Linked DNA regions of Mus musculus: all the other regions are linked to region 1. Evidence: chromatin contacts called from public HiChIP or PLAC-seq and promoter capture Hi-C data. All regions are on one chromosome and are shown on one strand. The core of a region is the stretch at or near the end of the contact, and the rest is flanking DNA. Distances in the headings are between cores, read along the strand shown.

Region 1 (6,135 bases), core at 1,290-3,789:
ACTTCTCCCTGTCGATTCTGAGACAGATCCCATGTAGCTTCTCAACACATTATTATGACATGTGTTGACGTGTGTCTCCTTTTGTCAGGCTCCATCTGATTTCTGCTATCTTCAGTGGAAATTAACTGAAACATGTATGTTAAAAAGTTTTCTTCTAATGTGTAATCATGGACTTTAGCTCATTAAGCTTAAAAGCAAACCTTGACTTATTTTGGGTCTGAGCATGCCCAGAGTCTGTCGTCACTGTCATTTGAACAAGACTCTTCTCCTATGCTACTTGAAAATGAGAGTCCTATTTAAAGGAGTCCTTTGGAGTGAGTAACATGATTGATGCAGTTTGTAATGTTCGTAAGAGTTTTCAGTCCTCTCTCCTGTGTTTCTTAGGAAAATTAGGTTTGTGACACATCATCCAAACCCACATTGATGGACACCATCAGCACGTGTAACATTCGACTTTCACTTCAATGGACTCGTGTGAAAATGAGTCCTAGTGCAAATATTTTCCTTGAGAAAAAGAAATGTTTTTCTTTTTCAAAAATGCTTTAGACTTCTTTCTTAGTTACTTTTCCGTTGCTGTGATAAGACATCATGACCAAGGTAACTTCTAAAAGAAAGTGTTTAATTTTGGGCTCATGGTTTCAGGGGGTTAGAATTCATGACCGTCATGCTGGGGAGTGTGGCAGCAGGCGTGGCACTGGAACAGTAGCCAAGAGCACACACCTTGATCTGCAAGTGGTAGGCAGAGAGAACTAAGTGGGGATGACATGGGCTTTTGAAGCCTCAAAGTCAGTGACACACCTCTTCCAACAAGGTCACACCTCCCAGTCCTTCTAAAGCAGTTCCACCAACTGGGGAACAAGTATCCAAATGTGAGTTTACGAGGGCCATTATCATTTAATCTACCATAGCTCATTTTAATTTTATGTGTTGGCTCCACACATGTATGCATACATATATGTATATCTAGCATGGGTGTTAGAAGAGGGTATTGGGTCCACTGGGACTACAGTAATAGTAGTCAGACACCATGTATGCTGCCTGAGTCCTCCATCCAACCCAGAGTCATCCTTGGGGGCAGTGGATGAGAAAGTTCGAAATCAATGGCTCAGATTCTGGGAGCAAGTAAGACCAGGGCAGCAAGTACATTTATTAATTCTCAGGGAGCAATCTTTATACCCTCCACTTGTGTCCCATTGGTCCCAAACAAGCATGGCCTCCAAGTGGCAGTTCCTGATTGGCTGCCATTTCATCACCAATCTCTAGGCTCTCAGGCAAGTTTTAGTTGGCCCTCATGCAGAAGTTGCCTCTATAAGGCTAAGTATCCCAGATTTTTTTTTCTCACAGAATTTTGGTGCTAGTGATATAAGTTTCTACCAAGACTTCTCTTGTTGGGTAGCCGGTGTTTGTCCTCTCCTTGGGACTTCACCTAGCCACTCTGTTCCTGCCAGGGTCTAAATGTCCTCTTAGGAAGGCGCTGGTCCTACTGGGTTAGAGCATATCCTGATAATCTCATTTTAACCTTAAAGATCTTATTTCCAAAACAGTTATATTCCTAGGTATTGAAGATTAGGAATTCAACATAAGAATTTTCAGGTAGCTGTGGATATAGCTCATTCAGTAAAGCACTTGTTAAAGGAATGTAAATATATCAGATACACATGTATATATGTGCATATTATACACATAAATCTATCTAAATACATATTTATATCTATATGTTTATAAAAATATCTATCTTATATCTATCTATCTATCTATCTATCTATCTATCTATCTATCTATCTATCTATCTATTTCTATATCTATCTCTGAGAGAGAAAAAGAGAGAGAGAGAGAGAGAATCAGATGTGGTGGTGTTTGTGATCCTACTACTGGGAAGGCAGAGACAGGTCAATCCCTGGGGCTCACTGGTCAGCCAGCCTAGCCTGTCTGGCAAGATCCAAGTCAGTGAGAGGCCCTGTCTCAAGGGAAAGAAAGGTAGATATGGAAGCCAGAGGACTAACGTCCAGTGTTATTCCTCAGATGCTATAGGACTCTCTCTCACACACACACACAGAGAGAGAGAGAGAGAGAGAGAGAGAGAGAGAGAGAGAGAGAGAGAAAGAGAGAGAGAGGGAGGGAGAGGGAGAGCCAACGCCACTTACGCCCCTGTGACAGAGCTTCAGAAAAAGCTGTCACCTGAAAATCTCAGTTACAGACCAAGCCTGCATTAGACTTCCTTTCTGGGCCCTGGTCTGCTTTTCTGGATCACATTATCATCAGTAAGTTCTACTTACTATTTCTGGTCACATTGCTTTGGTCAAAGGGGAGTCATAGGCCCATTGCTGGCTATAAGATGGCTGACAAACGAGCTACATATTCCTGAGTTTAGCAGAAAATACGGTTTATTTTGGGCCAAAGGAGGCATAGATATTAGGGGACACTTAATAGAGTCAGGCTTTTATTGCTGAGATCTAAAAATATCCCCCTAAAGGTCAAGTGTTGAAGGCGTGGTCTGTGGTCAGTGTGGTGAGTCAGAAGTGACTAAAACCTTAGGAGGTGAGCTCAGCAGAGGAAGTAAGTCACTGGGTGGGGTGTGGAGGCATGGCGCCCTCGGTCCTTCCGCGGCTCTTTCTGCTTGTGCCTTTGCTACTGAGTGTGAGCAGCTCTCCTCCTCTATACACTTCTGCCCTGATGTTCCACCTCAGGTTACAGCAAGACTCGAGTGCAGTGCCACAGCACCAGGTTCAATACCGAAAGGGAAGCGGCAAGGGGAACCTGAAGACTGCTGTGGAGGAAGGGACTGAAGAGCTAGAGGTACACAGAAAAACGGAAAGAGGAAGAAGCTTTTAAAGCCTGACTCTGGCCCTTCCTGTTAGAGCTGTGCCTTAGTTCTGCTTTTAAAAACTCTAAATTGCGTATAAATTCCAGTTTGAGTTTCCGTTAAGCGTGACTTTTCTACCATATCACCCAATCACCTACCAAGCACATACTGGCTTTCAATGAATAATTCAGAGAAATGGGCCTCACTGTTTATCCTTATTGGAAAATAATTGCTATAATAACAAGTGGGAAACAAGTCTGATGGCTGCATGATAATGCCTGTTGATATTTCAGCTGTGTAGCTACAAATGAGAACTACCCTAATCCTAACCCTAACAAGTAATTTGGGCTTGATCATTGCATAACCAAAAGGTTTGCAAGCATTCCATGTCTCTTCAAATGCACCTTACTTGACTTTAAAGTTGTTTTTAGTTGAACAGAATTCTGCTGCAAGCTAAAGCAAATTATACAGTAGGCAGAACACCCTTTCCATATCAAATAGCTTTGTTCATTCAGAAAGTAGATCATCCTGTCAGCAATTCCTATGTGTGATGACTGGATTTGAAGAAGTCTTGCTGGTCATTTGTTGTCTTACTACCAAGAATGACTCAATCATGAGTCAAGCACTCATTTTCCTCCAGTTTCCCTGTGTAATGTTTCAAATGTTTCCTGTTCCTTGGCATAATTTACTGAAATGAAACTAGAACAAGATCTTTTCATCAGATAGAGTGGAAACAATTCACCATTTAGATGAAGAAAAAAAAAAACAATAGACGCCTGCCCAGACCTCACACTGTGGACAGCAGTGATTTGAGAAGGATCAGAGATCTGGAGAAAAAAGTTGAAACTGTCCTCTTTCTTAAAGCAATCATAGGAAGCTTTGGTGGTGACGATTTTTAAAGGAAAACACAGCGGTAGCCATTAAAGGGAAAGGGGCACCAAGACTATGCCTGCAGGGGCTTGAGACCTTTAAGGCCAGGCTGCTCTTGGAAAGAACCTGAATTCATCCTTAGCACCCACAGCAAAGGACTCACAACCACCGGGAGCTGGAGTCTGCGGAGCCTCCCTGCTGGGACAGGCTGTTCTTCATCTCACATAGGGGACATGGAGGACAGATCACACAGCCTGCGCCAGGCTGTTCTTCTCTCTCTCTCTCTTTTTAAAAATTAGATATTTTCTTCATTTACATTTCAAATGCTATCCGGAAAGTACCCTATACCCTCCCCTCACCCTGCTCCCCAACCCACCCACTCCCGCTTCCTGGCCCTGGCATTCCCCTGTACTGGGGCATAGAATCTTCACAAGACCAAGGGCCTCTCCTCCCAATGATGGCCGACTAGGCTGTCTCCTACTACATATGCAGCTAGAGACGTGAGCTCTGGGGGTACTGGTTAGTTCATATTGTTGTTCCTCCTATAGGGTTGCAGATCCCTTCAGCTCCTTGGGTGCTTTCTCTAGCTCCTCCATTGGGAGCCCTGTGTTCCACCCAATAGCTGACTGTGAGCATCCACTTCTGTATTTGCCAGGCACTGGCATAGCCTCACAAGAGACAGTCATGTCAGGCTCCTGTCAGCAAAATCTTGCTGGCATATGCAATAGTGTCTGGGTTTGGTGGCTGTTTATGGGATGGAACCCTGGGTAGGGCAGTCTCTGGATGGTTCTTCCTTCTGTCTCAGCTCCAAACTTTGTTTCTGTAACTCCCTCCATGGGTGTTTTGTTTTTCATTCTAAGGAGGAACGAAGTATCCACACTTTGGTCTCTCTTCTTCTTCTTGAGTTTCATGTGTTTTGCAAATTGTATCTTGGGTATTCTAAGTTTCTGGGCTAATATCCACTTATCAGTGAGTGCATGTCATGTGAGTTCTTTTGTGACTGGGTTACCTCACTCAGGATGATGCCCTCCAGGTCCATCCATTTGCCTAGGAATTTCATAAATTCATTCTTTTTAATAGCTATGTAGTACTCCATTGTGTAAATGTACCACATTTACTGTAACCATTCCTCTGTTGAGGGGCATCTGGGTTCTTTCCAGCTTCTGGCTATTATAAATAAGGCTTCTATGAACATAGTGGAGCATGTGTCCTTATTACCAGTTGGAGCAACTTCTGGGTATATGCCCAGTAGTGGTATAGCTGGGTCCTCAGGTAGTACTATGTCCAATTTTCTGAGTAACTGCCAGACTGATTTCCAGAGTGGTTGTACCAGCTTGCAATCCCACCAGCAATGGAGGAGTGTTCCTCTTTCTCCACATCCTCACCAGCATCTGCTGACACCTGAATTTTTGATCTTAGCCATTCTGACTGGTGTGAGATGGAATCTCAGGGCTGTTTTGATTTGCATTTCCCTGATGATTAAGTATGCTGAACATTTTTTCAGGTGCTTCTTGACCATTCTGTATTTCTCAGTTGAGAATTCTTTGTTTAGCTCTGTACCCCATTTTTTAGTGGGTTATTTGATTTTCTAGAGTCCAGCTTCTTGAGTTCTTTGTATATATTGGATATTAGTCCCCTATCCGATTTGGGATAGGTAAAGATCCTTTCCCAATTTGTTGGTGGCCTTTTTTGTCTTATTGACAGTGTCCTTTGCCTTACAGAAGCTTTGCAATTTTACGAGGTCCTATTTGTTGATTCTTGATCTTACAGCACAAGCCATTGCTATTCTGTTCAGGAATTTTCCCTCTGTGCCCATATCTTCGAGGCTTTCCCCCACTTTCTCCTCTATAAGTTTCAGAGTCTCTGATTTTAGGTGGAGTTCCTTGATCTACTTAGACTTGAGCTTTGTACAATGAGATAAGAATGGATCAATTTGTATTTTTCTACATAATAACCGCCAGTTGTGCCAGCACCGTTTGTTGAAAATGCTGTCTTTTTTCCACTGAATGGTTTTAGCTCTTTTGTCAAAGATCAGGTGACCATAGGTGTGTAGGTTCATTTCTGGGTCTTCAATTCTCTTCCATTGATCTACCTGTCCGTTGCTGTACTAGTACCATGCAGTTTTTTTATCACAATTGCTCTGTAGTACAGCTTAATGTCAGGCATGGTGATTCCACCAGAGGTTCTTTCATTGTTGAGAATAGTTTTTGCTATCCTAAGTTTTTTGTTATTCCAGATGAATTTGCAAATTGCCCTTTCTAACTTGGTGAAGAATTGAGTTGGAATTTTGATGGGGATTACATTGAATCTGTAGATTGCTTTCGGCAAGATAGCCATTTTTACTATATTGATCCTGCCAATCCATGAGCATGGGAGATCTCCTAAACCTGATAAACAGCTTCAGTGCAGTATCTGGATATAAAATTAACTCAAACAAGTCAATAGCCTTTCTCTACACAAAG
Region 2 (6,135 bases), core at 1,800-4,299, 240 kb after region 1:
GTTGAGTAGGATATGTAAACATTAATCATAGGAAACCTGACAAGATAAAAAGTATAATAAATACCGATAGATACTTTTGTAGTTTTCCTGCAGAGAGGGACATTTTACAGTGATGAAAGGTCTGCCATGAGCATGATCTCCCCATTAGAAATGCATAAACTTTACACAATAGTTGTAATATACAGGGGGACCATAAAAGAAATAGACATTTCAACAATTTTACTCATGCATTTATCCCCAAATATTGGAATATCAATTGGAAGAAGCCAACCAAGATGTAGAAGGTAGAAATGATATGGTGACCAACTGGACACATAGTTCCAAGTAAAATGTGCATTCATGCATTTTTTGAGCAAACTGAATATTCTCGAGGATACGTCACAGGCTAAACCTTAACAGAAGTCTGTGTCAGAGGACTGCGTTCATCAAGGTGTCACTTCTGTCTCCTAAGCAATTACATTGAACATGAAGAACAAAAGTGAAATTCAAAAATTGAAAATTAAACAACACATTTCTGGATAATATATAGATAAAATAAAAATGAATGTTGATATTTTGATATCAATGAAAATAAAAACATCATCAAAATTCATGGGATGTAGATAAGTCAGTGTTTGGGAGAAAAGCTGAGCCTGGAACATACATTTTAGAAAAGAAATATGATCTCAACTTAAAATCTAAGCTTTTTCTCTAAGCGTATTGGAAAAGAGCATCACATTTATTTATTTATTTCCCCAAAACAGAGGGAGAATAATAACCACAGTGGAATCAGTGAAATAGAGAACGGAAATGCAGTAGAGAAGACAGTTAAACAGAAAGCTGATGTTTTTTTTTTGTTTGTTTTTGCTGTGCGAATATTAATACATTTTTACCTGACTGACCAAGATGAACAAGGTATGAGTTACTATACCACCAATGAGCAAACATAACTATTGACTTTAGAGGAATCATTGGTCTTTATAGGGCTATTATGAGCCACTTAATGCTAACAAATTAGACAGTTGATCTTAAGTGGACAAGAAGTAGTTTTTACAAAAATTGTTACTCTTGACAATTAGATGTTTGAATGCAAAACAGATCAATACTCACCTTGCAACCAATACCAATTTCAATACTAAGTTTGTGTATTCAATATAAAAAGTTTAGAATCTCTGGACACAGACCTGCTGGGAAGCCTTGTGATTTCAGATTAGAGATTAGCCAAATTTATGGAAGATGACAGTTTATCAATTGAAGTTGTGGTCCCTGAACACAGATCTATGAAAACTAAGAGACAAGTCACAAATCAGAAGAAAATATTGCCAAGTAATGTGTTTGATAAAGGATTAATTTTTCAAACTTATAAAAGATGACCAAGTTAAATAATGAGAAAACTCATATGTTGCAAACTGGATTATAAGATTATAGGCACAAAGCCTGTTGTAGAGTAAGGTGGAAACCATTGGCAAGTCAGGATCTTTTGGGACATCTGTCTCCTTAGATGCTGAGATCACAAGTTTCCATCTCCAGGGGCTGTCAGTTTTTGACAAAGAGCTATAATCATAACATACTGTTTGTTCAATACAAGAAAGTAACTCAATATGAGAAAAAAATCATTATATAACTTGTACAACTAAGAAGCTGATTGTATGTGGCAAATGACAGGTTGAATTTTTATGGCTGGCTAGGGGAGAAGCAGCTGGTGGAGGAATGTACTGGCAAAGGAATGAATGTACCTGCTTTTTCTAGCCTGTCCCTACCCCAGACCATCAACTCTACTCGAGTCACCTTTTAAAGACCGCATTAAACACTGCCTCTTCTCTGACATCCTGTAGCCTTTAATAGTGATATTCCCTTTCCTCTTCTTTCTTTTTTGTTCTTTGCAAGTATTACATGCTTGTACACTTATATTCCCGTGCTTAACTACATTAAGCTTTCTGGACAGATATGCTCATCTATGACCTATTGGTACCTTAGAGGCTGTGGTATGGAACAAGAACAGACTCCTTAGATACCTGCGTTCCCCTACTGTTATGAAAATGGAGCTAATGCAGAGACTAGGTAGTGAGTTAATAGATTTTAAGCAGCAACTAATTGGGCCACGATTGTTTCAGAATTAAGAGTGGAAGGAACCATGGTTATAGTCATACGTTGTGGTCTGAGAAATGAACAGAGGAGAGTTGTTGCTAAGTAGCTAGCTGAAGTAGAAATACTCTCCCTGCCACCCAACCCCACCAGTTTGCCTGCTGAGAGGGAGTTCTACCTTCTGAGTGGGTATGGAGGCTGCTCAGAAATTTTCTAATTGCAAACACTGCCTATCCTGTGTTCACCACAAGTCTCTTCTGCTGTGAACTGGAGTCTTGTCCTGATCAACATTTGTTTCTATGGTTACTTTTCATTTTCTTAAATTACCATTGTGTTTGGGACCTATATGGAAGCATTAAGGAAGAGGAAGATAGAACTAGGTATTGAATGCATCCATTTTGGGAGCATCAGCAAGTAAGGAGAGCATAAGTTGATAGGCCATTGTGAGAGTTGTATGGTCAAAGGTATTAAGCTCATGCTATGCTATACTAAACCTGAAGGGGTAGACATCTTGCCCCTGAAGGGTTTAATCCTAGTTTGTAAGGTCTGGGAAGAGCGCAAGGGATCATGTAATCTGGTCCTATCATTTACAGAAGATCAACTGAGTTGTAGGGAGGAGTGTTAGAATGATCAAGATCAGTAGAGCTCAGACCTGAGGCAAAGTCCTATGAGTCGTCAATGTGGAGGAGACAGAGGCCTGGTGGTGACTCAGCTCCTTAGAATGCTGGCCTCACCTCAGAATTGGATCCCATCTTCCTGTGGAGTAACCAGAAAAGTAAACCATTCAGATTTCTCTGCATTGCTCATATTCTTGTGACATTTTAGAATGCAATGGATCTCTTCTTAAAACCATTGAATAATTCCTATCTTGATTTGTTTTTTAAAAAATCTTAATTAATAGCACATGTGAGAGAAATGCACTATATAGTATATTGTGGGAAAAGTTCAGAAGGACAAATAAAAGGAAACTTGAGTATGGGATATTTATATTTTTTGGATACTTGCCAGCTCAGTCAGTTCTCTGGGTATACCCAAGAGCATTGAGTTGATAGTAGTACTTAAAAAAAAAAAAAAAAAAAAAAACCAAAACCCTAACATTTTGAACAGGACCCAAGAAAAAGAATTAAAGGAAATACTCAGCAAAAGCTTGGCAATTGTCCTGTTATCTGTGAGCCTTTGTGTGTGTGTGTGTGTGTGTGTGTGTGTGTGTGTGTGTGTGTGTGTGTGTGTGTGTAGCTTAGGGCCATGTGGGCAGGCTCCAGCAGTAGGGGAAGTATCAGCCTTAAGGGAAGCTTGCTGGCCACCCTTTGAGCCACATTCACAAAACAAATCAATGCAATTACTTTCTTGTAACCTAAAAAAGAATAAACACTCTTTGTAGGATAAGTCCAAGGGCTTGAACAGTCTCAGACTGTCACCTTAAGTTAGCTTTTGCACTGTATTTCATCTATGAAGTATAAAAAGCCACATACTGCCCTCCAATGACACATAAAGCTTCTACCCACAACTCTACACAGAACATCTACAATATTTCACAGTACTTACAGATTCACCTATGTGCTTCATGAAGTCCCAAAGCAGTATAAAAGTTTATCAAGTCATTAAAACGGCATGCCCATGTTTTCCTCATTATATCTTCCTTCAAATACAGAAGTACACACAGTATTATAGCAGCAAATAAAAGATTGGATGACAAATTGTGCTTGTTTATGTATATAAAATTGCTATTTGCTCTTTGTAGGTTTAAATTTTTGTTCAAAACACTTTTAGATTAAGGATATGCTTAAAGAATGAAGGATATCATATTAAATACTGAAACTTCAATAATGCTAATTTTTCCAAAATCATCCTAAATTTTTATGTCAAAGGAATACATAAAATTTATTGTTACTTTCTTGATCAGAATGTTTCTGTGACTTGAATAGTTTATATAAATATAAAAGATCCCAAGTAGAGTTGAATTTGACTGCTCCAATTGCTCTGTTGCTGTCTTGGCCAGGAGCTGCAGACCAACATACCAACATCAGCGCCAGTTTAATACATGCAGCCCTCTCTACAGGTTCAGGAATGTTAGAAAACAAACAAGGCTTGCCTGGTAGGAGTTCACTCATCACCAATTAAATATTGAGAAAATGAACTAGCTAATATTAAGAATTGTACTATTTCATAAAGCAATTAATATGGCAGAACTTATTGTCCTCATAGTGGAATAATTTGTGCAAAAGAAATTTGAGAGCTAATCTGTACCTAACATGGAAAGACAAGACAGGACAACTGCTATATTATAATTTTTTCTCATTTTTCTCGTGTGTGCTTCAGTCTTTTCCAAGTTAAAGTCCACTCCTGGTTTAGGTGTAACTTGGGCACCATACTTTTAGATAGTTCTTAATTCCTGCCTTAGTGATAATATGTAATAACAGTCCATACAGTTCTAATTTTTATCGTAGTGTGTATGTACGTGCACATTCATACATCCAGTCTCTCCCTGAAAGTGGGAGGCTTATTTTAGAGGACTCATTCTTTGTAAGCACACTCTGTGTCTTGCATTTACCTGCTGAAATACATGTCTTATAAAAATCTCAGAGAAATAAACATGAGGGTAACCTTCCAGTTGTGTGGGCCCCATTAAATCCAATCATAGTCCTTAAAGAAGAGCGAGAAGGTATTTTACAATATTTTGAATGGTTACTTAAATTATGTATATTAATTTAGAATTCCGACTTTTTGAAGACTGTCACTTTTATGAGGCAATTTGTTGACCTCCATCCATAGGAAGAGGAACATTTTCATGCTGGACATTTGTCCGTTTGCAGATGCGATGATTTTCATAAAAGGACAATAATACACTACAGTAAGACAAACACAACAATTCCAGCATAAAGACCAATGTATTATGGAATTTTATAAGTAAAATGAGAATATTTCAGTGGAAGGTTATAAAAAATGATGACCTTCCCAATTCCTTGAATGTTCTTAACTTGTTGAATTTGAACCATTTGCCCCTGTCACTTGCAGTTGTTTATTCCTGGGGAAGCCACTAATGTCACTGGCAAACGTTCCTTCAGGCACCTTTCCCTCAGGCTCTCAGGGTCACTAAGGTTCAGATAAACAGTGGATACCTTGGAGAACTAGGATGACCTTTAAGGGATAACAGGGCAGTCAGCATTCTTCTTTGCTAGGTGGCCCCCCTAAGTCTTCTTCTCGGTGGTTGGCATCTTCGACCATTCAGGAATCTATTGTCTTTGACTGGCTTCACTTTCTAATGAACATGAATTAGCCTCGCAGGATCTCCCCTTACCTTTTTGTGATGATTTTTCCAATTCTCTTTGTGCCGACTTCCCCATTCTTTGATAAGTTCCCAATCCATATCTCCACCTTTACTCTCAGCACTGAATTTCATTCACAAATATAAAAACATAATGATGGTTGAAAGAAGGAAGACCACAGAAGAACACATGATTTTTACAAACTACCAGGAGACACTCCTCTATGGCATTTAAATCATTCTAACTCAGGAATAATGTTTAGAGGGAATTATACAAGGACTTCTAAAGTGCTAGGAATCTTTTCTTTATCTGATCAGCAGAAAAGAGTGCAGAGGCTTGTGTTAACCTGATCTCATTTCTAGCCTGTGCCCTGGCACTTAGTAGGACTGTGTAGTTGGGGAGATTATCTATCCTGTCCTGTGTGAGGTTCCCGTGAAGGCTGGACAAGTTCCATGCCCAGTGATGGTCACTACTCTTGTAATGTGAGCTTGGGACTGAAAAATCATTCTTCCAGACTGTCATTTCAAATACTCGGTGCCATGTTGTAGATGCCACTTAGTAAGTGCCCCCCACCCCGTGGGAAGTAAAAAATAAATAGGAACCATTTCTTGCTCATAAAACAAAAACAAGATTTTGTGAAATAACTAAAAACATTTTCATATGTGTTGCCAGGAAGTCCAAGACTGTGTAGTTGTAATTGGTCCCCACAGACTCATGTTTGAGTGCTTGGCCCTCTGTGAGTGGCACTGTATGGAGGTATGGCCTTGTTGGAGTAGGTTTGGCCTTACTGGAGGAAGCATGCCAT
Region 3 (6,135 bases), core at 946-3,445, 210 kb after region 1:
TAAGAAGAAATAAAAACATGCTAGAAATGCACCCCAGTGGGTAGGGAGTATCTGCTTAAACCCCCAAGAGACAGGAAAGATAATCGAGAGTATTGCTTGTTTACCATAGGCATAAGATTTTGGTTTTAAGAGTATTCACTTGAATATAAATACTAGTAATTTTTACATGACTGAATTCCATTTTAAAAACATAAAATAAAACATTGAAGAGATAAAATGTAGACAATTCCTGAATAGTTTTTTTTTTTAAATCTTTGTAGATATTTGACTTGAAGAGGGTGTGTGTGTGTGTGTGTGTCTGCCCAAATTGCCAAATAATCAGATTCAGTTTCTTTGAAAGAAAAATTCCTCATGAGTAGGAGCTAGGTAGCCTGTTTTTTATTTTTTCTGGGCTGGATTTTTCCATGAGTGCAATAGTGGAAGGATGCTTTATCATGGAGACTGGGGATTTTCTTTCTGCTGTAAATGCAGTGTGCCATGGGAGTTCTATGCGTTACCCCTTATGTGTGTTAAGTGAGCGAATATCTACTTATTCTTGAGTATATTGAGACCATGTAGCTAGAGTCGTTTCTCCTTAATGTTGTCTTTGAGCATAAATGGAAGCATCCCAGAATGCTCTCTGTTGCTGACTGTGAGGGTTGACACACACAGAGGACAGGCATTTGGGAAAGTTGATTTTTTTTTTTTTTTTTTTTTTTTTTGGTGACTTCTTAATTAAACACCCTGTGAACAACAATGAAACAGCAGCATGATATAACCTGTCTTCTGACGCTGTTTGCTATTTTAGTTCTAATTTCAGAGAGATGGCTTCATTTGCTTATTAATATCAGCTTGCAAGAAAGAAACCATACAACGAAGCTAGAGCCTTTATGATCCATGCATTTTCTCGAAGGGGTTTAGTTATGTTGTCTCACTTGAAAAGAAATTATATCTCGTAGTAGCAGTCAGATTGCATGGCTGAAACTTTATGGAGAAGTTTTGTGTAAGACTGGTTGGTTTCCTTCTTGCTGTAACCCTGAAAGCACAGAGGAGCAGCTCTGCAGGGAAGTGAGGTGAATACCCTGCTTGGATCTGGGCTTGCTCAGCAGACAAAGCGTGGGTGAATTTAACAAATTGCATGTTCACACTTCTGTGTTATAATAATCAAAATTTACTATCAGATATTTTATATATAGCTATTGTATTGCCATACTGGACATTTATGAAATATTATAGCATGCTTACTTTATATTTATAAAGATAATATTTTTAAAATTTGTTTAACCTGGGCTCAGCACATAGTGTATTTGCTAGGTTTTATGAACTTGGTTAATTATCTTTTATTGCTCAGGAGTCAGAATACATATTTGGCTTTCTCAGATGGATGTTTTCTCAGTGGTTGTCCAAATTTTCATTCAAAATTCCATCATCAGCACACACACACACACACACACACACACATCCCGAGTATTCTGTTTAGGTTTTGTGTGCTTTTCCCACTTTTGAACCCTTGTTGGTAATTGGACCTTCACCCCCTATTTAAATGTCTTATCTCTCCTTTCAAGATGTTTACACACTCTTCTGTCTCAGAGGCTAATTCAAATTAGACATGCCCTGAAACTTTCTAAATATCTGAAGTTTATCTCTATGTCAGGCTTCTTTAAGCCTTCTTTTGTTTAAGCTTTGATATTGTGCTCCATCTTTCAAATACCTACATAGGCCAGTTCTAGCAAGAATCTCATCAGGACAGTGCACACCACCACTCCTGCACCGAGATAAGAAGTCACCCAGGCCCCTTAGCATGAGTCCAGTCGGGCCAGTTTAGCAAGAATTGTTGCCGCCTGCCATTGCTGTCACTCTGTCCTCCTGCTCCACTGCCCTGCTGCCAGCCATAGTCCCCACTTTCCCTACTTGGAATTGAGCCCAAAGTCTCTCTCCCTTATTGCAAAAGCCTGGCACCTATCATCATAATCTTTTTTTTTTTTTACATGTGTCAGGATATTTAACACTTATTTCTGTTAATGCTTTTCTTGGTGTCTCCTTTACTTCATCTGTATTAACTTATTCTGTAGCACCTGTCACAGTGCTATTAATAGTCTCTCAGTCAATAAATGTCACTTTGTAGTGATAGAGGAAAAATGTTTAGGAGTGCTTTGATCGGAAGGAGTGTGATGATGAGATCCTGTGTTGGCTTCTTTGACACTGTTAGGAAATAGCAGGCAGGGATCAACCGGGAGAGGATTGTTTCTTTTGCTTTGTGGTCTCCGAAGTTCCTGCCTTGTTCTCTTGGTCTTGCCTTGAGCCTTTAGCCCCGTGGTGGGGAGGAGTATAAGGTAAAGTGTCTGTTGGAGAAAGCATGCTCAGTTGATGTTAGTTAGGAAGCAAAGAAAGTAAAGAAGGGACTGGCCACAAACCATACATCACACACACACACACACACACACACACACACACACACACACACACACTGACATCATACCTCCAAGGAGACTCCTTTTTCAATAGACAGCCTTTTTCTGTGATAGATCCATTAATATATAATTCATTGATGAAGTCAGAGCCTTTATGATCAAGTCACCTCCCAAAGGAAAAAACCACAGCACAAGGCTCTGAATGATGGCTCCAGGACAGTGTTTTAAAGTCAGGACACGGGAAATTATCTTTTCAGCTAGACAGTTGGATACTTAAGCTTCAGTTTGCACAGGTCTAAAGTCATCTGTATGAGTTCATGGAGTGTAACCTGCTAGTGCATTTGTCATGAAAATAAGTTCACTTCTGTTTAATGTCACCGTATATAGCACACTGTCTAGCTGTGTCATCTCAGAGGCAAGCAGCCTTGCTGTCTTTGTCCCCATGTGGCCAGGACCATACGTTGTGTCCCGTTCCTTCATGGCTTTTCATGTCTTTTAATAAATAGACATTCAGGGCTGGAGAGATGGATCAACAGTTAAGGGCATTGGCAGCTCTTCCAGAGGTCCTGAGTTGAATTCTCTGCAACCACATGGTGGCTTACAACCATCTGTAATGGGATCCTACTATGCTCTCTTCTGGTGCATGTGAAGGCAGCTACAATGTATTCATATACATAAAATAAATAAATAAATCTTTAAAAAAATGAAAATTCAGGAGTCGTTTAATTTATGAAGAAAAGACACACCAGGCCATTTTCCTGAAAGGCAGCAATGATCATGTGTAACTTGGTATTGTTTGGTTTCTTACATAGTCATATCTGATAAAAAGTATATCAGTTATTCATAACTCACATAAAATGCATTATTAAAGTTATGTAGAATGTCATTCTTTGGAAAAGAACTGATGCATAAAAAACTGGACAGCATACACACATGTTAAAGAGATACTGTGGAATAATGGAGTTCTTACTCAAATTGTGTCAGTATTTAGTGGATACTGTCACAAAACATGTATCAGGTTATACTTAGGATGCAACTCGTTAATGCCGTCCCAAAACATGTATTTTTCAGTTTTACAAACTTTATTAGAACTACGCAGAATAAAAGAACTATTTTTATAGTAACTAAGTGAATCCCAAGGCCGTAGAGACAGTTCTGTGGGTGGAGTGCAAATTGTGCGCATGTGAGGACCTGCGTTCAGATCCCCAGAACCTATATAAAGCTGGGCGGGATACTCTCCACATCAGTAATCCCAGGAGGATAGACGACGGGTGGGAGAATCCAGGGAGCCTGTGGGACAGTCACCCCAGCATGTTCTGTGTCTAAGCAAAGTCCTCTTAAACTGTGTGGAAGGCAAGGACCAATGCCTGCTTGTCCTCTGATCTTCATATGTATACTATGACATGTGTATCCTTCATACATGAGCATGCACACATACACCACATGCACGTGCACACACACACTCATATGATTTGGCCGTGAGTACCTTGAGAAGAGATGGTGGGAAGGAGCAGTGTGAAGTAAGGACGAGAAGTCTCAGACCTCCTGGTCAGTTCTGTGGAGCATCACTCCCCCATAGTTCACAGGAGGACTGTTCTGGATCTGAAGCTCAGATCTTATGCCACTGTGTACACCATTTTCTCCAGAAAGTGAGCAAACGGTATGTGTCTCTCATGCAGAGGTGTAATACAGACGGGATACAATGTAAATAAAGCCCCCCACCCCCCTTAGGACCTACGGCACAGAGTACGCAGGAAAACAAAAATATTCAGGGACAGTGTTGTTTCAGAGTTAAAGATACCCCACTCCTAGTTTAGTTTTGTCTTGTTTTCAGTGCTAGAGATGGATGGAATCTGGCACCTTGTAATGGCAAGTGTTCTGTCCTGAGCTCATCTACTGAAGCTCTTTCTTTGTAACGTCTTGGCTGTGTGTGAAACCAGTTCAGCCCAAATCAGGCTAACCTGTACTCTGGCCCTACTGCTATATTTTAAGACAAGCATTTCTCTCCTCCTCTCTTCTTCTCTTTTCCTTCTCTCCTCCTCCTCCTCCTCCTCCCCTTCCCTCTCTTCTCCCCTCCCCTTCCCTCTCTTCTCCCCTCCCCTTCCCTCTCTTCTCCCCTCCCCTTCCCTCTCTCCTCCCCTCCCCTTCCCTCCTCTTTCTTTCCCTCCCCTCTCTTCTTTCTTCTTTTCTTTTTTTTCACCAGATTTAGGTGTTTTTATAATTGATCTCCCTCTAATCTCCTTTCAGCAATGTGTGAGTTAATATCCATCTTTGGCTTCAGCAGGTCCAGGTGATTTCTTCAGCTGTAGGTTGACACCCTACTTGCTGATCAAACCAAGCATTTTGAGGGACTTTCAGCTGTATAGTACTGTTGTGATTAGCCATAAAAGATTTAAATCATAGCACATAACTGACTGAACTTGTTAGTATTTTAAATTTCATTTTGAAGATATTTAATATTTTCCACAATTATGAAAGAAATGCCATTTTATTAGAGAAAATAAAGACCCTTCCCACCGTGTGCTCCTGGCTTACGCTAATCTCAAAGCCTTTCACAAGGTTAATGTGAAATTTCTTTTGTTAGTTCTCTATGTGTCTTTGCAGGTAACCTCTAAAAAGCAAATACCGGTTTTCTGTTTGTTGGAGCATAAACTGCAGACTTGTGTGTGTGTGTGTGTTCATTTGAATGGGTAGAGAATACTAACTTTGAATACCAGTCTTAGTGACTCACCAGGGCCACATAATTGTTTATCCTGCTGTTCTCAACCTCTCTTGATTTTGCATAGCTCATTTTGAACAGGAAAAGCAAGATCTCTGCGGTGAGCACCAGTTGGCAATGAGTATTCAGAGACTCCCCAGAACTTTGCAGAGAATCAGTGGTGTGCTTTTCAGTATGTCCCATCTGCCTTCTGTAGAGAGGCTTTTATCCTGAGAGCGGGAACGTGACTTCGCTCTTGCCATGCTCAATATGTGGGCCTGGGCCATGACCAGGGAATACTTACAGCTCTGCCAGGAAAATGAGAACTGGACCAGGGGGCTTGAAGTGTTGTAAGGTTGAGCATCACGTCTTCTCTGCTCTTCTTTAGTCTCAGTTGAGGGGAGGGCACACCCTAACTGGGATGCTATAGTTACACTTTTCAAAGCAGAAAAGAATGAACAAATTGCTTGCCCTTTCAGTTTTAGATAGTACTGAGGTATGACAGATAAGAATTAACCAGAGAGAAAGAAGTAATCCAGGACTGCGGAAAGAGAGCATCATCAAGAAACGTAGCCTTTCCAGTTTTGCTCATTGAAAACAGTTTTTGATGGGGGTGTTTGTGTGCGGCGCGGGGCAGGGCTGGGGGGACCTGCTGAAGGCAACAAGGAATTTGAAGTGGCAGCTTGACCTCAGAAAGAGAGAATGCAATTTCTTCAGAAGTGTGAAATGTGGCTCTGTCAAAGCTGTCTGTGATGTGTTCCTCCAGACAAGTGTGCTTGAAAACAGCAAGAGGGCAAAACAACTCTCCACTGGCCCTGCTCTTTTAGATTCTGTGGTGGTTCTTGGATGCTGCTTCTCTTCATCCCTACCTTTCTGTGCACATGGGTCCGTGCATGTTGGGCCTTTATGAGCATCTCCTGTTAAGTTTCATATCACACCTTATGAATCTGTAAAGCATCCTAGTAAGGAACTGTTTCTTTCTAATGAAATCAGACTTTTTCTTTAGTCCTTGTGATCTACTTCGTGTCCGTGATGGACTCTGACCTG
Region 4 (6,135 bases), core at 1,699-4,198, 180 kb after region 1:
TCAGTGCCTGCTCTGCTGAGTGCTGCAGCTGGCTAAGGACAGGGCCATCTCACCCTCTCATGACCCCAGGGACAACACTCTCAACTGCTGCAGGGGGTGAGGGGTGAGGGGTGGGTACAACAAGATTTTTTAAGATCGTTCTCTCTCTTTCTGTCTCTCTCTGTCTCTGTCTCTGTCTCTCTCTCTCTCTCTCTCTCTCTCTCTCTCTCTCACACACACACACACACATACACATCCTCATCCCCTTATTTTAAAAATTCTCACAATTTCTGGTTCTCAACAATAATTTTGATTTATAATTATATTTTCTTTGTCTTTGTTCTAGAATCAGACATATTTCTAAATACCCATCTGTCATTTCAGCACTCCACCCCCACCCCCACCCCCACCCCCCAGGGGAATGATACTTAGGAAACAAGGCCTGATTGCTGCAAGCACTTTATCGCTACTGGGAGCCATGTAGTTTTAGAAATCAATGCATGCCTCGTAATGTAAGCATAAACTGTGCTTTGAATATTCACTTATAAGTATCAGTAAGGGAAAGCTTATCAAGAAAGGCTGGGCCCACCTGTCCGGTGTACTTGGTATTTCTCTCTCCTTATGAAGATTTTGTTATTGCAAGTTACTTGAATATACCTTAAAAGGTCAAATATGATAACATTTGGGCAGATGCTAGTGTCCTAGGTTTTGAAACCCATCGTATAATTAGAGAAACAGGTAGAGTAAAACCAAGCCAGTGGGCAGTATCTCAGATCAGCATACTCCTCCTTGAGTACAGGAGAGTACAGGGAAGGCTCAGGTGTTTAGTAGTCTCTAGTCTTTCTTTCAGGACTTCTCTGAAGTGACACTTCGGCACACTTTCCTACCCTACATAGAAACTATTGGAGTAAATTCTGCGTGGTGTAGATTCAATAGGTCCAAGGGAGTGAGGAGCTTCAGGAGTCAGTGACATGAAGAAATGGCATGAGGTATAGCTGGTGGTTTATTGGATAATAAGGAATACACAAAGAGCCAGTTTTTCCTCTGTTACATTTGTATCTATGGATAAATTTACCTAACATTTTAAGCTTACATTAATATGTAGCATATGATGATGTATTACATGTAATACAGAATACTCATAATACAGAAAGTAGAGTGTACAATGGTTAAGTGTCTAACATTTATTACTCACAATTGCATGTTCTTTTCATTTGTCCATCTCTGGTGGCAAGATCAGTAACCGCATTTCACCCTGCACAGCGATGTTAGTAAGATTATTTTATACCTGTGACAACCACAGGAAACCATGCCCTATGAAAACCATTGGCACTGCTTCCTGTTTCTTTTGGAAGCATTTTATGATATAGCAGTGGTTGCTAAACCCGAGAGTACCCTTTGCCCTGATACAGCAGCATTCGGTTGTACCTGTGTCTCATCGTCATTTCAAAACAATTTGTCCCTAGGAGTAGAACTTGAAGCGTGGTGATACACCTCTTGTTATAATGAGGAAACGATTGTTTCTTATATGTAGCATTAAAAACAGTAGAAACTGTTTTTAATTGCTACATCTTGGAATGAGGATATAACTCAGGGGCAGAAAGTGTGTCCATCATGGATAAAACCCTTTGTTCAGTCTCTAGTACTGCACAAAATCAAAACACAACTCAAAAAAACCCCAGAAACTAAAAGCTATTGCAAACCTTAATCACACCATCATTTCATGTGCATGTGTGTTCCTGTGTGTGTAGGTGTGTGCATCATGCATGTGCATTCAAACATGCATGCATGCGTGTATGTGTGTGTGTGTGTGTGTGTGTGTGTGTGTGTGTGTGTACCTGTGTGCATGTGGGAATGTGTTTTCCAGCTACGGTTTGTTATATGTTAGGAACAGTGGCTGAAGTTCAGGAATCAAAATTACCTTGGTATCAGTAGCTACCATACTAGTCTATACTGATAGTTTCCCCACTGTAGACCATGGCATGTTAAAATTCAGGCATACTATAAAGAATATAAAATCATAACAATCAACATGTTTTAAAAAGGTATTTGATAGTCTGTTTCCAACATTTTGCCTGCTTACTTCAGTAGCAGTAGAATTTAATGCTGTGACGGATACCATGAGCATTCACTAGCCTTTGCTCTTACTTTCTGCCCAGCCTATCAGTACTCCCTTATGAGCTGTAGCTGTTGGGAATCCCATAGGTAGACTGTCTTGGTGGCTCAGGTTAGAAGGTATTTTATTAATTAGGGCTGACATCTGCTGAGGCTGAACAGAGCTTATTTTCAAAACTTGAATATTTAGGTGGAGTTTCTCCATACATTCTACAAACTCCTGCAGATACACATCTTTCCATACTATAAAAATCTTCCTACCCTGAGAAGTTGTGCCAACTCTGGAGAGAGAGGAGGAAGGTATGGGTGAGTCCTCACAGAGTCATTCTGGGGTAATGTTCTCTTGGCATTGCTTCTTTTCTGTTGGGAGTGAAAAATCTCCACACAGAACCAAATCTCCTTGTCCTCTTGCTTCCGTGTCTGGTATTTGGATCCATACCTTTGTTCGGCATTCAGGTCAGCTTTGTCATTATGTTGTCTATTAATGAGTTGTGAACTGCCTTAGCAGTGTAGCAAAACTACTGAAAGATAAGTGTCTGTTCAGGGGTTTGAGGAAAAACCAACATGCCTGGCAGCTAGTGTGGATCTAAGTATTTGTTATGGGATCACAGAATTCTGATTGACCCCTTCCTTCCCTCCCTGACTCTAATACCCATGCAGCACACAGCACTGCAACAGTTCTTAGTTGTGGTTTCCTTGCAGTTAGTGGTGGTATCTGAGTTAGAGGTTAGTGGTGGTTTTCTTGCAGTTGGTGGTGGTTTCTGATCTTACATGGCTGCCTAACCAAGGCTGTGCACTGAAGACTTGGTCATTACCCATGCATCATGAGGTAAGACCTAGACAAGGAAAACTAGGTCATGTGACCTTCAAGGGATATTGTTTGGACTTGCCCAACCTGCTTCCTGTTTCTCTCATCTTCTGCTTTCTTTGCTCTTCTTATCCCTTTCCCTTCCCTTCCTTTCTCTCTTTCCCTTTCTTTTCTTCTGCCCCAATTCCATCTGCTGTGAGGTAAAGCTGTCTTCTGATATGTGCTCCTTTCATTTGGAACTGAGCCATCACAAGCCTAAAAGGTGACCAAGGAGTCAGGTGGCCATGGACTGAAGTCACAACTCTTCTGTTTTGTGAATCTTAGCTATGTTGTCAAGGGGTATGGAATGCTGATGACACAGGGGTTCTCCACAGCCTCAGGCAAACAGCTTCTCATCCTTACTGAGAAGGAGAACTAATCTTCCATCTATGGGACTGTGGATGGATCATTGCAATGCACATGCACACTAAGGGCTACTTATGCACATTATAATGATTCAGTTGAAACAACCACCCCTACTTCTAAGAATGAGAGTTCACCCTAATGTAGAGCGAAACACAATTAACATTTCCCCCATTTGGGTGAAAAATCAGTCCATGGAACTATTTTTATCAGGACGGTAGTAATAAAGGAAAGAGCTTTTCATTCCTGATCAATTACATTAATTTTAGTTCTGCCAGTAGCTACAGAATGCTTGATAAGTTTTGCTATTTCTCCAGCCTTACATTCTTCATGTCCACATGGGATATATAACAGAATCAATGTCCCAGTGTGTCTATCAGGATTAAATTTAGATAATAAAGGCCAAAGGCTGATGAGCAAACCTGTAGTATGTTTGGTATTTGTTACCTCTATTGAGAAATGAAGTGGAGCCGCTAAGGTCCTGCCTCATGAGTGGCAGCGTGGCCGGCTCGGTACAGCACCTACACTTTCCATTACCCAGACCAATGTTCCCCTCCAGTGAGCCAGGCAATTGACAGTCCTTTGCACATCTATTCTGTTTTTGGAAAATGTATTAACATTATCTCATTAAATTCAATGTCTCCATGGAGTGTCTGTTAGCAATTGCACATTAGCTGTCTGTATTTCCAAGTCACCATGGTGCTTTCAAGCGTGCACTCTAAGTAGAGAAGCGATAAGAAGAAAACAGTTGTCCCAGAAGGCTGCTTCCACCCATTTGTGCACCTGAGGTCACAGAGCCAAAGCTGGTGCTCAGGCGACTGCATCTTGGCTTGATCTGGTATCTTACTTAAACAGGACAGATAATAAAGTTATATGAAGAAAGGAAAATGAAATGCTTGATCTTTTAATTTAAAAATAGGGCCCCCTCCTTATAGAGTAAATTCTTGGTCTTGTTCATTTGATAGGAGGGGTTTTACTCTTGGCCTCTTTAAACACTTGGCATTTGGATTCCTTATTTATATACATGGTAATTGCACACCAGACTACTACTTTTCCATGCTTAAAATAGGAGACTCACATGTGAGACTCTAATCCTCAAAGCTCAGACTGTTTCATACATACCCTGTTCCAGAGAACCATTCTTTCATAGACCAGAACTGTTGTTAGACAGGAATCACATGCCTCACAGGATTCGTCTTAGGAAGCCTGTATGACTGGTCTGCAAATTATACATTTCCACAGTGTCTATGTGTCAGTTCCACAGGGGGAATAGCTGATTGTTTTACTGCAAAATGCAACAAAGTATTAACTTTATGCCATTGTGGTGTTAATAGAATGTACTTTAGCCACAATGGTTAATATATCCAAATCCATTTAGTTAGAAATATAAACCTTCGTGTCATTAGTATCTCTGTTTGCTTGATTTTCTTTCTTGTGAATAAGATGGGGAATTTATTTTATTTTTTAAAGATTTATTTATTTATTTATTATATGTAAGTACACTGTAGCTGTCTTCAGATACCTCAGAAGAGGACATCAGATCTCATTATGGATGGTTGTGAGCCACCATGTGGTTGCTGGGAATTGAACTCAGGACCTTTGGAAGAGTCAGTGCTCTTAACTGCTGAGCATCTCTCCAGCCCAGGGAATTTATTTTATAAATGAAAACTTTAATATTTTAAAATTTTTCTCTGTACAGTTTTTTTTGTGTGTGTTGCTGTCTTATTTGAATGTATTGCATATTCATGGCAGATTATGAAGAGTGAAAGATGACAATGTTTAGTCAGTTATTTGTGCCTCTCCCAAGAGAGGAAAAAATGGCCTCCATTCTCTGTTCAGTTTGTGGGGTCCTTGTATTTTCCTTAGCATGTGGTAGCAGATAAGCCCCGAGAGAAGCAGAGGGGTGTTTCCTGCAGCTACCTTTTTCTTCATCTAAGATTCATTGTGAAAGGAGCCCAAAAGCAAATGTGAAGACTTTTCCACTCTGATTTAAAGTGATTTAGAGAGGAACTGTGAACACAATATTTTCTCCATTGAAGATCATTTTATTCTGAAGTTTAATATAGGTTGACAATTTCTATTTCGAACTTGGGCTCAGGAGGGTGATGCTGAAGTGCGACATGCTCAAGCTGTTTCCTGGCGCTGAGAATGCGGGAGAACATAACCCACACGGGACCAGTCAGGCAGCTCTGCACGCCAATGTCCATTACATCTTACAGGATTTTATGTATATTTTTTGAAGAGAAAAAAAGTAAAAAGCTCTTCAGTGTAGTGTATAATTGAACATATATGGAAATAAAATCTCATTAAAAATAAAAAAAAAGGACTTGGATCTCCTCTGCAACTCCCATCCTGTCTATATTAAAATTCAAAGTATATTCATCTGTCACCAATCTGTGTATTTTCCTGTGGCCTGTATTGTGTTCCCCCCAAAACCTCTATGTTCAATTTCTAAACCACAGTACCGCAGACCCCATTGGAAGAGGTGATTGGGTGAAAATACAGTCGTTGGGCTTCTTCCTAATCCAATGTAAGGGATGGTCTTATGACCCAGGGAGGGACACTACAGAGGGAACACAGGCTGAGAAGCAGTAGGATGGAGGTGGCTGACCCTGAGCGACCTTCACAGAGACTGACCTTGCCTCCACTGTCTTGATCTGAGGTATTGCGTAATTGGGAGATACCCTTTCTGTTGTTGATGTTACCCAGGCTGCAACATCTGGACACCTCTAAAAAATTAATCCATGTCTAAGAAACAATGCTTTGTTACTAGTTAGGCTGTTTTCTTAAAATATTGTTAATTACCAGATTTTGCTATTTCTTTTCCTTGC

What was found. HiChIP or PLAC-seq counts read pairs in DNA pulled down with a chosen protein or histone mark. Capture Hi-C pulls out chosen DNA fragments and counts their contacts.
Region 2: a contact with region 1 is called in a CTCF HiChIP or PLAC-seq map of the NIH/3T3 cell line, with 11 read pairs. The contact joins two enhancer-like sites. A contact is called at or near these places in 1 of 15 datasets of contacts at CTCF or cohesin (the NIH/3T3 cell line), 1 of 115 datasets of contacts at active chromatin or transcription factors (pancreatic cancer cells) and 3 of 9 other capture datasets (adipose tissue, liver and pancreatic islet).
Region 3: a contact with region 1 is called in a promoter capture Hi-C map of adipose tissue. The contact joins two enhancer-like sites. A contact is called at or near these places in 1 of 484 Hi-C or Micro-C datasets (pancreatic cancer cells) and 1 of 9 other capture datasets (adipose tissue).
Region 4: a contact with region 1 is called in an H3K4me3 HiChIP or PLAC-seq map of bone marrow-derived macrophages, with 4 times the contacts expected there. The contact joins two enhancer-like sites. A contact is called at or near these places in 1 of 15 datasets of contacts at CTCF or cohesin (the NIH/3T3 cell line), 1 of 484 Hi-C or Micro-C datasets (nephron progenitors), 1 of 115 datasets of contacts at active chromatin or transcription factors (bone marrow-derived macrophages) and 3 of 9 other capture datasets (adipose tissue, liver and pancreatic islet).

What each region holds. Positions count from the first base shown.
Region 1 is chr5:5,416,730-5,422,864 of GRCm38.p6, reverse strand. No RefSeq gene overlaps it. Among named protein-coding and RNA genes, the nearest start is that of Cdk14, 40 kb to the right of the region's middle. Within about 2 kb of position 2,539, at least 179 of the 459 cell types and tissues checked have an H3K27ac peak or open chromatin away from gene starts, as enhancers often do. A contact at or near this core is called in the NIH/3T3 cell line, adipose tissue, bone marrow-derived macrophages and 1 more, where this site is marked.
Region 2 is chr5:5,177,560-5,183,694 of GRCm38.p6, reverse strand. All of the region lies in intron 5 of Cdk14 (cyclin-dependent kinase 14), which reads left to right. Among named protein-coding and RNA genes, the nearest start is that of Gm30151, 190 kb to the left of the region's middle. Within about 2 kb of position 3,049, at least 80 of the 459 cell types and tissues checked have an H3K27ac peak or open chromatin away from gene starts, as enhancers often do. A contact at or near this core is called in the NIH/3T3 cell line, adipose tissue and pancreatic cancer cells, where this site is marked.
Region 3 is chr5:5,207,306-5,213,440 of GRCm38.p6, reverse strand. The region is part of intron 4 of Cdk14 (cyclin-dependent kinase 14); the gene reads left to right. Among named protein-coding and RNA genes, the nearest start is that of Gm30151, 160 kb to the left of the region's middle. Within about 2 kb of position 2,195, at least 17 of the 459 cell types and tissues checked have an H3K27ac peak or open chromatin away from gene starts, as enhancers often do. A contact at or near this core is called in adipose tissue, where this site is marked.
Region 4 is chr5:5,240,599-5,246,733 of GRCm38.p6, reverse strand. The region is part of intron 3 of Cdk14 (cyclin-dependent kinase 14); the gene reads left to right. Among named protein-coding and RNA genes, the nearest start is that of Gm30151, 130 kb to the left of the region's middle. Within about 2 kb of position 2,948, at least 7 of the 459 cell types and tissues checked have an H3K27ac peak or open chromatin away from gene starts, as enhancers often do. A contact at or near this core is called in bone marrow-derived macrophages, where this site is marked.